Linked DNA regions of Mus musculus: all the other regions are linked to region 1. The links are chromatin contacts, called in public HiCAR-type and HiChIP or PLAC-seq maps. All regions are on one chromosome and are shown on one strand. The core of a region is the stretch at or near the end of the contact, and the rest is flanking DNA. Distances in the headings are between cores, read along the strand shown.

What was found. HiCAR-type assays count read pairs that join an accessible place to other places. HiChIP or PLAC-seq counts read pairs in DNA pulled down with a chosen protein or histone mark.
Region 2: a contact with region 1 is called in a HiCAR-type map of Th17 cells, with 5 times the contacts expected there. The contact joins two enhancer-like sites. A contact is called at or near these places in 5 of 39 promoter capture datasets (the HPC-7 cell line, cranial neural crest, maxillary cranial neural crest and 2 more), 2 of 484 Hi-C or Micro-C datasets (Th1 cells and bone marrow-derived macrophages) and 1 of 115 datasets of contacts at active chromatin or transcription factors (Th17 cells).
Region 3: a BATF HiChIP or PLAC-seq map of CD8 T cells shows a contact between it and region 1, with 7 read pairs. The contact joins two enhancer-like sites. A contact is called at or near these places in 19 of 484 Hi-C or Micro-C datasets (LSK cells, the N1E-115 cell line, Th1 cells and 13 more), 6 of 115 datasets of contacts at active chromatin or transcription factors (CD8 T cells, the NIH/3T3 cell line, Th17 cells and 3 more) and 4 of 9 other capture datasets (adipose tissue, embryonic stem cells, liver and 1 more).

The regions. Positions count from the first base shown.
Region 1 is chr11:4,824,687-4,827,955 of GRCm38.p6, reverse strand. All of the region lies in intron 1 of Nf2 (neurofibromin 2), which reads left to right. Among named protein-coding and RNA genes, the nearest start is that of Nf2, 23 kb to the left of the region's middle. Within about 2 kb of position 1,590, at least 64 of the 459 cell types and tissues checked have an H3K27ac peak or open chromatin away from gene starts, as enhancers often do. A contact at or near this core is called in CD8 T cells, Th1 cells, Th17 cells and 2 more, where this site is marked.
Region 2 is chr11:4,334,669-4,337,937 of GRCm38.p6, reverse strand. No RefSeq gene overlaps it. Among named protein-coding and RNA genes, the nearest start is that of Gm24803, 12 kb to the right of the region's middle. Within about 2 kb of position 1,532, at least 43 of the 459 cell types and tissues checked have an H3K27ac peak or open chromatin away from gene starts, as enhancers often do. A contact at or near this core is called in Th1 cells, Th17 cells and bone marrow-derived macrophages, where this site is marked.
Region 3 is chr11:4,500,619-4,503,887 of GRCm38.p6, reverse strand. The region is part of intron 8 of Mtmr3 (myotubularin related protein 3); the gene reads left to right. Among named protein-coding and RNA genes, the nearest start is that of Hormad2, 61 kb to the right of the region's middle. Within about 2 kb of position 1,782, at least 8 of the 459 cell types and tissues checked have an H3K27ac peak or open chromatin away from gene starts, as enhancers often do. A contact at or near this core is called in CD8 T cells, Th17 cells and regulatory T cells, where this site is marked.

The sequences.
Region 1 (3,269 bases), core at 341-2,840:
TTCCGTGTCAGACAGGAACAGGGACTGTGTCTTGTCTTGAATTCATCATTTATCTCCTGTGCTGAGCACAAAGACTAGGATGTAGTGGGTGCTCAATAAATGTTTGTCAAATGAGTGATAGTATGGTTAGCTCAATGAGAATTGATGGTGCCCTTTTCCACCTGTCATCCATCACTGTGGTATGAAGTGGGGCCGGGAGGCCTTAAGCAGCACACACTTGAGAATCAAAGGAGGGAGGCAAAGTGAGAATTAAGAAGAGCTACCCCTTATTGAGTGTTTATTTGCTCTGGGCCCAGCACTGTCTTAGTCTTTTTTCAATGTATGAGTGCACTTAATCCTTAGATCAATCTGTTAAGACAGGTTCTGCTTATTCTCCTTGTAAAAGCATAAGGAAGTTCAATAACTTGCCCAAGGTCACACAGCAACAGCACTTGAGATAAATACTGGTGCAGATTAGTCACTTATCTATACCTTTTTGGCTGTTTCCTAGAAAGAAGCCCTGAGATCTTGAGGTATCCAACTTGTGTAATGATTTAACTTGCCTTCTGTATGTCTGTGTTCTATCCTATAGCACTCAGGCTGACATTGAACTCAGTCCTCCTGCTTCAGCTTTTGAGTGCTAGGATTGCAATTGTTGGTGTGTGCCAGTATGTGTAGCTGTAGTTCAGTTCTCATTTTTTTCATATCTGTGTGTGTGTGTGTGTGTGTGTGTGTGTGTGTGTGTCCCAAGTGCAGACACATGCCATCAGGCTGGCATAACCTTTTGTCAACCCCTTCCACCCCAAGACCCAGCTTAGCCAGTGTGTCTCCTTAGTGAAGACCACTTCCCTCAAGTCTCCTGGGCTTGAGAGGAAATCTCTTTCCTCTTGCCACCTGAGGACCTCCTCTTGGTCCTGAGGGTCAAACTCAGGTGATCAATTTGGTGGCAGGGTGCCTTTACCTTAAACCGTTTCACTGGATTACTTTGGTTCTTTTGTAAGTTCAGAAGTATTTTCCAGTAAAACTAAAATACTTCATTTCCCCTAAGAACCCTTTTTGTTCTAGACCTTTGTAGAAACTGTTCTCTCTGTAACACCCTTTCTTGCTGTCTTCTTCAAACCCAATCTTGCTCTTGGCTTCTCTTTTCCACCATGAGTCAGTCTAGATGTCATTTCTGTGAAAAGGGGGTTTTCTTTCTTAGGAGTCCCAACAGTCCCTGGGTATCCCTGTCATATCAATTGTTTCAGTGTTGAAAACCTCACTGTGATGATCATCTGTTCTTGGCTGACTTCTGCTCAAAACTGTAAATGTGAAGACTTGTCCCTTGTTACCATCGATCCTCTGTACCTTAAGCACCCCTGTCCTGGACACACTGTGTGCTCACTGTTTGTCCTAGACACACTGTGTGTTCACTGTTTGTCCTAGACACACTGTGTGTTCACTGTTTGGATAAGGGATGGATATATGGGCTAGCTATGATCTAAGTCTCTGAGCCTTGAGTTTTAATGTCACTTAGTCAGTCATATTAGATGCTGCTGTAGGATGTCTTGTGTACTCTGTGTACTCTCCATTGGTCACTGGGGATGATGACTAATGCCATTCCTAGTTAGAGATGCCTACAGTCTACAGAGATCTTCCAATGACAGTGAGTCATCTGAGCATCAGCATAGTGCAGTACCAGACAGGGAAATAATCATGCTCAGGCAAATCGATTTGTACCAAGAAGGCCAAGCATCTCTTCCACAGCAACTCGACAACTCTCTAGACCACCTCTGGCCAACAGTTCTTGTTTGTACAGAAACAGAAATTCAAAAAAGGAAGATAAAGGAGATCTTATACATTTGAGAAAGAACATGTTGAAAAGCAATGCCTTTTATAGGTGGAGATTAACCAAACAGAAAACTTGTAGGTCTTTTTGTTTTATTATTGTTGTTTTTGAGTCTCTGTGTATAGTCAAAGCTCACTTCCTCCCTCGACCTCTCAAGGGCTAGGATTCCAGGTGTAACCCAACATGTCTGGCAAAACAAACAAACAAACAAACACAAACACCAAAACAAAACTTACTAGACAAAATATTTTCTTTTGTTTTGGAATGAGGTCCCACTATACTACCCTGAACTATCTTGAACTCCTGGGCTTAAGTAATCTTCCTGTCTCATCTGAGAATGTTTTGTTTTATAAGTGAAGGTCTTTTAAATTTTTTTTTTTTCTTTTTCGAGACAGGGTTTCTCTGTGTAGCCCTGGCTGTCCTGGGACTTAATTTGTAGACCAGGTTGGCCTTGAACTCAGAAATCTACCTGCCTCTGCCTCCCAAGTGCTGGGATCAAAGGTGTGCGCCACCACTGCTCGGCTTTAATTTTTTAAAAAATTTAAATTTATTTACTTTATGTCTGTGTGGGAGCCCATATATGAAGATCAAAGGATTAGTTGTGGGATTAGCTCTCTTCTACTGTCTTAGTTAGGCTTTTACTGTTGTGAACAGATGCCATGACCAAGGCAGCTCTTATACTGACATTCAGTTGGGCCTGGCTTACGGTTCAGAGGTTCAGTCCAGTATCATCAAAGCAGGAGCATGGCAGTGTCCAGGCAGGCATGGTGCAGGAGGAGCTGGTTCTGAGCTTCATCTGGAGGCCACTAGGAGAAGACTGGCTTCCAGGCAGCTAGGAGGAGGGTAATAAAGCCCACAGTGACACACCTACTCCAACAATAGTGACACTCTCACTCCCTGGGTCAAGCATATACAAACCATCACACCTACCTTGTTGTCCCAGAGAAGGAACTGGGGTCTTTAGCTTTGTGGCACATGCAGCTGAGCCAGCTCCTAGCCCAGAGAGCTTGAAGCTTAAATGTCTTTAAGGCATCTCTACCTTGCTTGCTGTGGGTTTTGGTTTTGGTTTTGTTTTTGAGACAAGGTAGACTTGGTTGACTTGGAACTTACCATCTAGACCAGGCTGGTTTTGAACTCAGAGATCTGCCTGCTTTGGCGTTCCAAGCTGGGATTAAAGGTACATACTACCAGGGTACTTGCTTTCTTTAGGCAGCTTGTCTAAAACTCAGTTGCTCATCTCTTTCCCCCAAACGTGTTGCTTTTTCTGTGTTCCTTCTCTCTTTTCCCTGCGATACCAGGTGTTCACGCTGGAAATGAAGGTAGGTGTCCTTTTTAAATTTTTCTCCTTCTAGCCTGTTTAAATGTTGTTCTGGGGCTGCCTCCTTTCCAGTCCCAGGCTATTTCTCTCCTACTGCCTTTTTTTTTTTTATTAGGTATTTTCCTCGTTTACATTTTCAATGCT
Region 2 (3,269 bases), core at 283-2,782, 490 kb after region 1:
ATCTTCTTCAGCCTCTAGACTATAGTCTCATTCTGGTTCTTCTTTTACCTGGATATCCAAATCCAAATGAGCTGCCTATTCCTGTTTCTTAGCTGCAAAATGTGAGGCAAGCCTTATTTCCACCCATAATTTACCAACCAGGTGGTGGAAGCATGAGTCCTGCCTGAGAGTCTGTCTGTCTGCTCTGGGTCTGGTCCAGTGGCCCAGGTCCTTCTGCCTGGGCTCTAGGATGGCTGAGAGGAGGGCTAGAGAGCTTCTGGGCAGAGCTTGGACATCCACCAGTGAGCAATTCTAGACAGCCTGATCCACAAGAATCTCAACCAGCTCTCTGCTTCTCCTCCAGAGACCACTGCTGAGCAAAAGTGAGGTTGCTTTGAACCTAGTCTGTTTCACTGAAACAAGCCCACACTCTGAATCATGTCAGCTTCAGGACAAGACTCAAGGTGCAACTGTTTTTATTGGTAAAATTCATTCGTAAGTGTATCATATAGAACAGCCATCATACTTTAGCTTACCACCTTAAGAGGTTGTGATAAACTGAGCCTTTATGGCTCACATCTGGAGCTTGAGATAGGGGAATCATGAGTTCAAGGCCAGCCTGGTATATACAGTAAAGCTTTGTCTCAGATATGAAATAAAATATATTTTAAAAATAGGATTGGGGTGATGGGGCAGCCTATGGTGGTGGCACAGTATGAAAGGTACTGAAGTAACAAAAGAGTAACAGCTGCCGGTACACCAGTGGACAGGATGCAGTACACCAGTGGACAGGCTGCGGTACACCAGTGGACAGGCTGCGGTACACCAGTGGACAGGCTGCGTAAATGCTAACACAGGTCTAAATGCTAAGTCAGCAGTTCTCAAACTACCCTTTTACTGGGTGTCAGATATCAGCTACCCTGCATATCAGATATTTACATTGTGATTCATAGCAGTAGCAAAATTACAGTTATGAAGCAGCAATGAAAATAATTTTATGGTTACGGGTCACCACAACATGAGGAACTGTCACAGCCTTAGGAAGGTTGAGAACCACTACTCTAAATTGTTAGTCTGGCAGTTCTGACGGAAACTGTCCAGCCAACTCTGTAGTGAAAAGATAAAAACAGCTAAAAGCTGCTGGGTATCAGTATTATTGTAATATTCCCTTTATCAAAAACCTGTAACTGAAGTTTGCAGGTAAGACTTTACAGTAAGTGGCAAGTACTCGGAAACTTGTCCGTTAAGGTTTCCCCTTACAGAACTGCTGTGAGCTTCTTAACCCTCGACGTTGAGAAAAAACAAAACCTTTCATAAGTAGTTCCTAAGGAAACCGTAGAAAGGTCACAGTACACCAGAGGCTTCACTTTGTTATTTCCAACAGGACAGAAGCCTCCGAGGGAAAAAAATTTTTCTTTGAGAGGAGGGACGTATATAAGTAAGCATCGGTGGCAATTTTCTCACTTTATTTCAAAGAGCAAGAGTTAACTAACTCATTTTATAGTGACTTCATTTCCTGCTGCTCCTTCAGAATGGAGAATGCAACAAATATTTGCATAGGCTTATTATTCACCCTGAATCATGAATAATTCACTTTGTACAGACAGCTGGGTAAACAGGAGATCTGGACTTTCCTTTCTAGATTCTTTTTTCATGGGCTGGAAATAGACTTCATTGGTGTTGATTTTATTTGATTTCTAGTGATACCCTGGTCTTCTTCCCAGATGGAGGAACCCCATCTTTTATGGAGATTTTTTTCAATGTAGTTCATTCTGTCAGTCCTTAAGTTAGAACTTACCAAATCTATTTTTATTGCAAAATAAAAACGTATCTCAGCCATTCAGTTCTGTAGACAAAACAACAGAAACCATGTGTTTCCTCATTTTTCATGACTTAGAATTTTTTTAAAGCTGGGTTTAGTTTTGCATGAGTGTTCTCTTATGATAGGAAGGGTCTCTTCAGCCTCTGTCTGCACTGTCACCGTCCCTGGCTGTCAGTCATTAGCAATTTCACAAGTACTTGACTATCTCTCTCCCACAAGCTGGTTCTCTTTCCCTCTGCCCCTCCTAGGCCTACGTGAGGAAGGGAAGAAAGTATTGCTGTACACAGATTTACTCAGGGCATCGCAGCTTCTGAGCAAGGGGCAGACTTCACCAAAGGTCAGGGATGTTTCCACCGCTGCAAACGTCACTCATCCGATGCTGATAGTAAACCTGTGGTTTAGGAGGGAATTAGACTTTCCGTAATTCACCTAGGACCAATTGATGGAGGTTATAGTATATCCTTGGGAAACCTCTGCTCTTTGTCACAGCCTGGCAAACAACTGAGAGTTTAGCCACCCACCAAAAGGTCACGCATCCACCCTCACTCTATTTGTTGAAGACAAACATAGATCTAAGTTAGTAACACACACCACAGATACGAGTGTCCTAGAAAATGTATAGTGAGCATGCTGGAGACATTCATCACAATTTGACTAAGCTAAAAGAAGATACTTAATGCAGTGTTTAGCCTGTGATGAATGCTACACATATTAACTCCTTAGTTACCAGAACAGCCCTTTGAGATAGGTACAGTCTTTATCCCCACTTTACAGATAGGGAACCAAGAGACTGAGAAGCTGAGCAATTAAAAATCACAGGAAGTGGTACAGTGAGGATTTGAACACAGCAGTCTGGCTCCAATTCTGTGCATTTCATCATTCTCTCTCTCTCTCTCTCTCTCTCTCTCTGTGTGTGTGTGTGTGTGTGTGTGTGCAGGTGCAGTCACCTATGCGTGTTTATAATGGATGCCAAGGTTGATGCTGGGTCTCTTCCTCTGCTGCTCTTCTGTCCTGTCCTGTCCTGTCCTGTTTGGTTTATACAATGAAGGTCTCTCATTGAACCTGAACTCACAGTTTCAACTATACTGGCTCTCCAGCAAGCCCCTAGGATCTGCTGATCGCCACTGCCACCCCAATCACTGAAGTTACAGGCATGTTCTACCCTGCCCAGCATTTGCATAGGTGCCGGGGATGTCTACACGACAAGCATTCTACCCACTGAGCAGTCTTCTCAGCACCAGTCAAGTGGTTTTCTTGGTCCACTTGGTAAATACTAGGCCCAGTGAAATTTAGAAGCACTCAAGATCAGTGGAACAGAGTGAGGGGCCTTATTTGAGGGCTACCTTGAAAGTGAACTAAATAAAACATAAGCAGAAATGTAGCCTAGAAACACTGTGGCTTTTTCCTTCTCAGCATTTCCCCTCCTGTCCACTTCTTATTTGTGAGGTACGGGAGAAGTGTGTCTGAA
Region 3 (3,269 bases), core at 533-3,032, 320 kb after region 1:
TGTGTCCAGAGCAGAAGCAGCTGGCAATGCAGGGGAACCCTGATGAGAATATTTCAATAGAGCAGTGCTGGGCCACCTGTTGCAATGCACAGCTTTAATCCTAGCACTCAGGAGATAGAGACGGGTGGATAACTGCGACTTTAAGATTAGCCTGGTCTATGTAAGAACTTCTAGGATAGGCAGGGCTACTATACAGGGAGACCCTATCTTTAAAAAAAATAAAAATAACATTTTTTTCTTATATTCATTGTATTTAGCTTCAGATGATTAACAGGACTTTTGTGTTGAAAGATTGGTGAGATTTAGAATAGAGCTCAATGAACTCTAATGGTGTTTGTGATTGTCACTTTAACATGTGACATGTGGAAGGAAGGACTCTTGTTTTGAGATGAATTAGAATCACTTGTGGCTAGACAGAAAGTTTCAGAGACACAAGACATGAGAGCTATAGAGTAATATCTTGTGGGGAGACATGAACAGCCCTCTATAAATCCCAGATAGGACACTGACTACAGACCTAAGAAATGGTTCCACCTGAGGCTGTCTTGCTGACCTCGGGGAGCTTCTAAGGTCACTTCTAGGAGTGTGTGTGGGTAAAGGATGAGCTGGAGGGCTATAGAAGATTCAGAAGTAGCTGTATCACTGGAAGACTCCCCAGAGTGGTAACTCGTGACAGCCACATTATTGGCTTTAGCTAGACACTACAGACATGTCTACCAAAGTTTTCTTCCCCAGCAAGTGTTTGCTGCTGTTACAACCCTTGGAGAGCTGCATATGTCATGAGCTTCTTACAAGCCTTCCTCTGCCTGCATAGGGGTTTTTACTATGAGGGAATGGTATCTATATAAGGGCTAAGGGTGCACATTTTAAAAAGGGGTTGGTGATACACAGATGTGCTATAGTATGTAAACGAGGTCCTCTTAACACTTTAATGCCTTTAAGTGACATTTGAAATAGAGTACATACTTAAGCACTAGCTTTATAAGTTAGTGACCAATTTGCTGTTACACAGTCATGTTAAATTTTTAGGAAGTCGTATTATGTCTTGTAATGTTAACATTCTCCATTTTACTTTGTGGTTTGTAGACCTTTTAGACTGACCAAAGTGAGCCAAACAATGGCTTAGTTAAAAAGTACCACACCAGGACCTATTGCACTCCAATATTGAGGCTTTAGGAAGGTATATTTCTTGTGACAGTCTTGGGAAGGTAACCAGCTTGTTCATTTAGCCTATCGAAGGCAAGTTCTGATGCCACCCTGAATACTGAACGTGAAGGACACTGCCTGTGGCTCAGTAGGACCCATTAAGCCTTCAGTGTCCATTTTCATCAGTTTTGTTTTCAGACACCAAAGTAGGTCACCAAATTTACCTGTCACTCAGGCACTGAGAATGACATGGAATTAGAGAACAGGAAGCTAAAGGGATTGGGAGGCTGGGAAAGCAGCTGGCTGCTGGATGGACCAACAGCTGTGGTAGATCGACTGCCTGGCATTTATGAGACTTGTGACTTGGAGCAGAAGGGGGAAGTACTCTTTCTGAGTAAAAGGCTTTCAGTAAAAGCCATTTTTCTTCCTTTAGGCAGAAAGCTTAAGTATGCTAGCTAAGAAGAGCTCCTTAGAATACGTTTTTGTTTTTTAATTAGCTTTTTTTTCTTTCTTTTCTGTAATTCAATTCTGGAAGGTGTGAGTTCTAGGGTTGCTCATTCTAGATACCTAGACTATGTGGATAAGTAGAAATTGTCACCATCAATCCTTGAGAGAAAACCTGCCAAGATTGTGGTTGAAAGTTCTTGGTATAGTTCTGTAAATCAAGCAGGCTTCCTGGAGCTGCTCTCTATTGAAGGGCATGTGTCTTATGTCTCTTATCTCAGAATTGGATCCCTGTGTTGTTTAGTTTTGTTGGGGGTGTCTTGAAGAATGTTCAGGACACTCCACCACTTTTCAGTGCCAGCAGAGATGATGTCTTATTCAGTATGATCAAGGCAACTCTTACAAGAAAGCATTTAACGGGGCTACAGTTTCAGAAGTTTAGTTCCTTAGCAGCATGACAGTAAGCATGGCTGCACTCAGGGCTCTAGAACAGTCCCCGTGAGCTACTTTTTGATTTGCAGGCCAAGAGACAAGAGAGAGGGACAAGGTTTGGCATGGGTTTTTTTTTTTTTAAACTTTAAAGCCAATCCCCAATGATGCACTTCCTCCAACAAGTCACACCTGTTCCAACAAGGCCACAGCTTCTAATCCTTCTCAGATAGTGGCACTCCTTATGGCTAAGCATTTAAGTATATGTACCTGTGGGGGCCATTCTCATTCAAACCACCACAAATAGCAAAATGCCCCTAAATCCAGCATTTCCCAGATTTAGTTATGTGTGGACTGCAGCAAAGTCATTCGCAGCAGTTACTTTGCAATACTGGCCTGAACCAGTACCTGATTAGAGCTACAGAGTTGCTCTAACACAGCAAGATCTTGAGAGACTTCCATCTGTTGTGCAGCTTACAGCATCTCTGTGTGCATGGTGATCCTTATCAGATAGAGAGCTTGCCTGACCATTGGATTAGAGGCAGTTAAAACCATTGCATCTTCATGTACAATGGAAGCATTCCATGTTTAGTAAGTTTTTTTTTTTTTACTAGACCTTTTACCTTTTTGTATTTTAGCAAGTTCTGTTTGTTAAGATGGTAAAATGTCTGTTTTATCTAATTTTCTTTTTTCTTTTAAATTTTAAAGTGATTGTAACTTTTGTCATTGAGTGGGCTTTCATGCAATACAAAGCTTTTTAGGAGATCAATTACTGCTACTTGTAGTGACCCAGTTGGCCCTGAAAACCCAAGACCAGAGTGCCATCTGCTGTTCTGCCTCTGTGCTAGGAAGCCTTGCAGAGACAGAGGCCTCTCAGGAAAGGTCCCTTCACCCTTTTCTGGGAAGTTTGCAGTCATTTCAGATCTGTGGTTTTCAGCCTGATAGGGAGACGCAGCAAAAACCATGGAATTTCACATCATTTGTTTGATTTGAGTGTGAGCCCATGCGGTGTTGGTAATGATGTGTTCTGCGAGCTGTTCGCAACTCAAGGTGAGGTGGGATTGAAAACCTCTAAGCAGACTACTCTAGTGGGATTTGCTACCACCACATTTAATCTAGTGCTTGTGAATTTAAGGATTATATTTTCTCACATTATTTCCTAAAAAAGGAAAAAGGAATGGAATACTGTGTTCTGTGTAAACCCATCTCTACTATCTGTGTGCAGGTTTGCATGTGCAAATTCAAGAGCA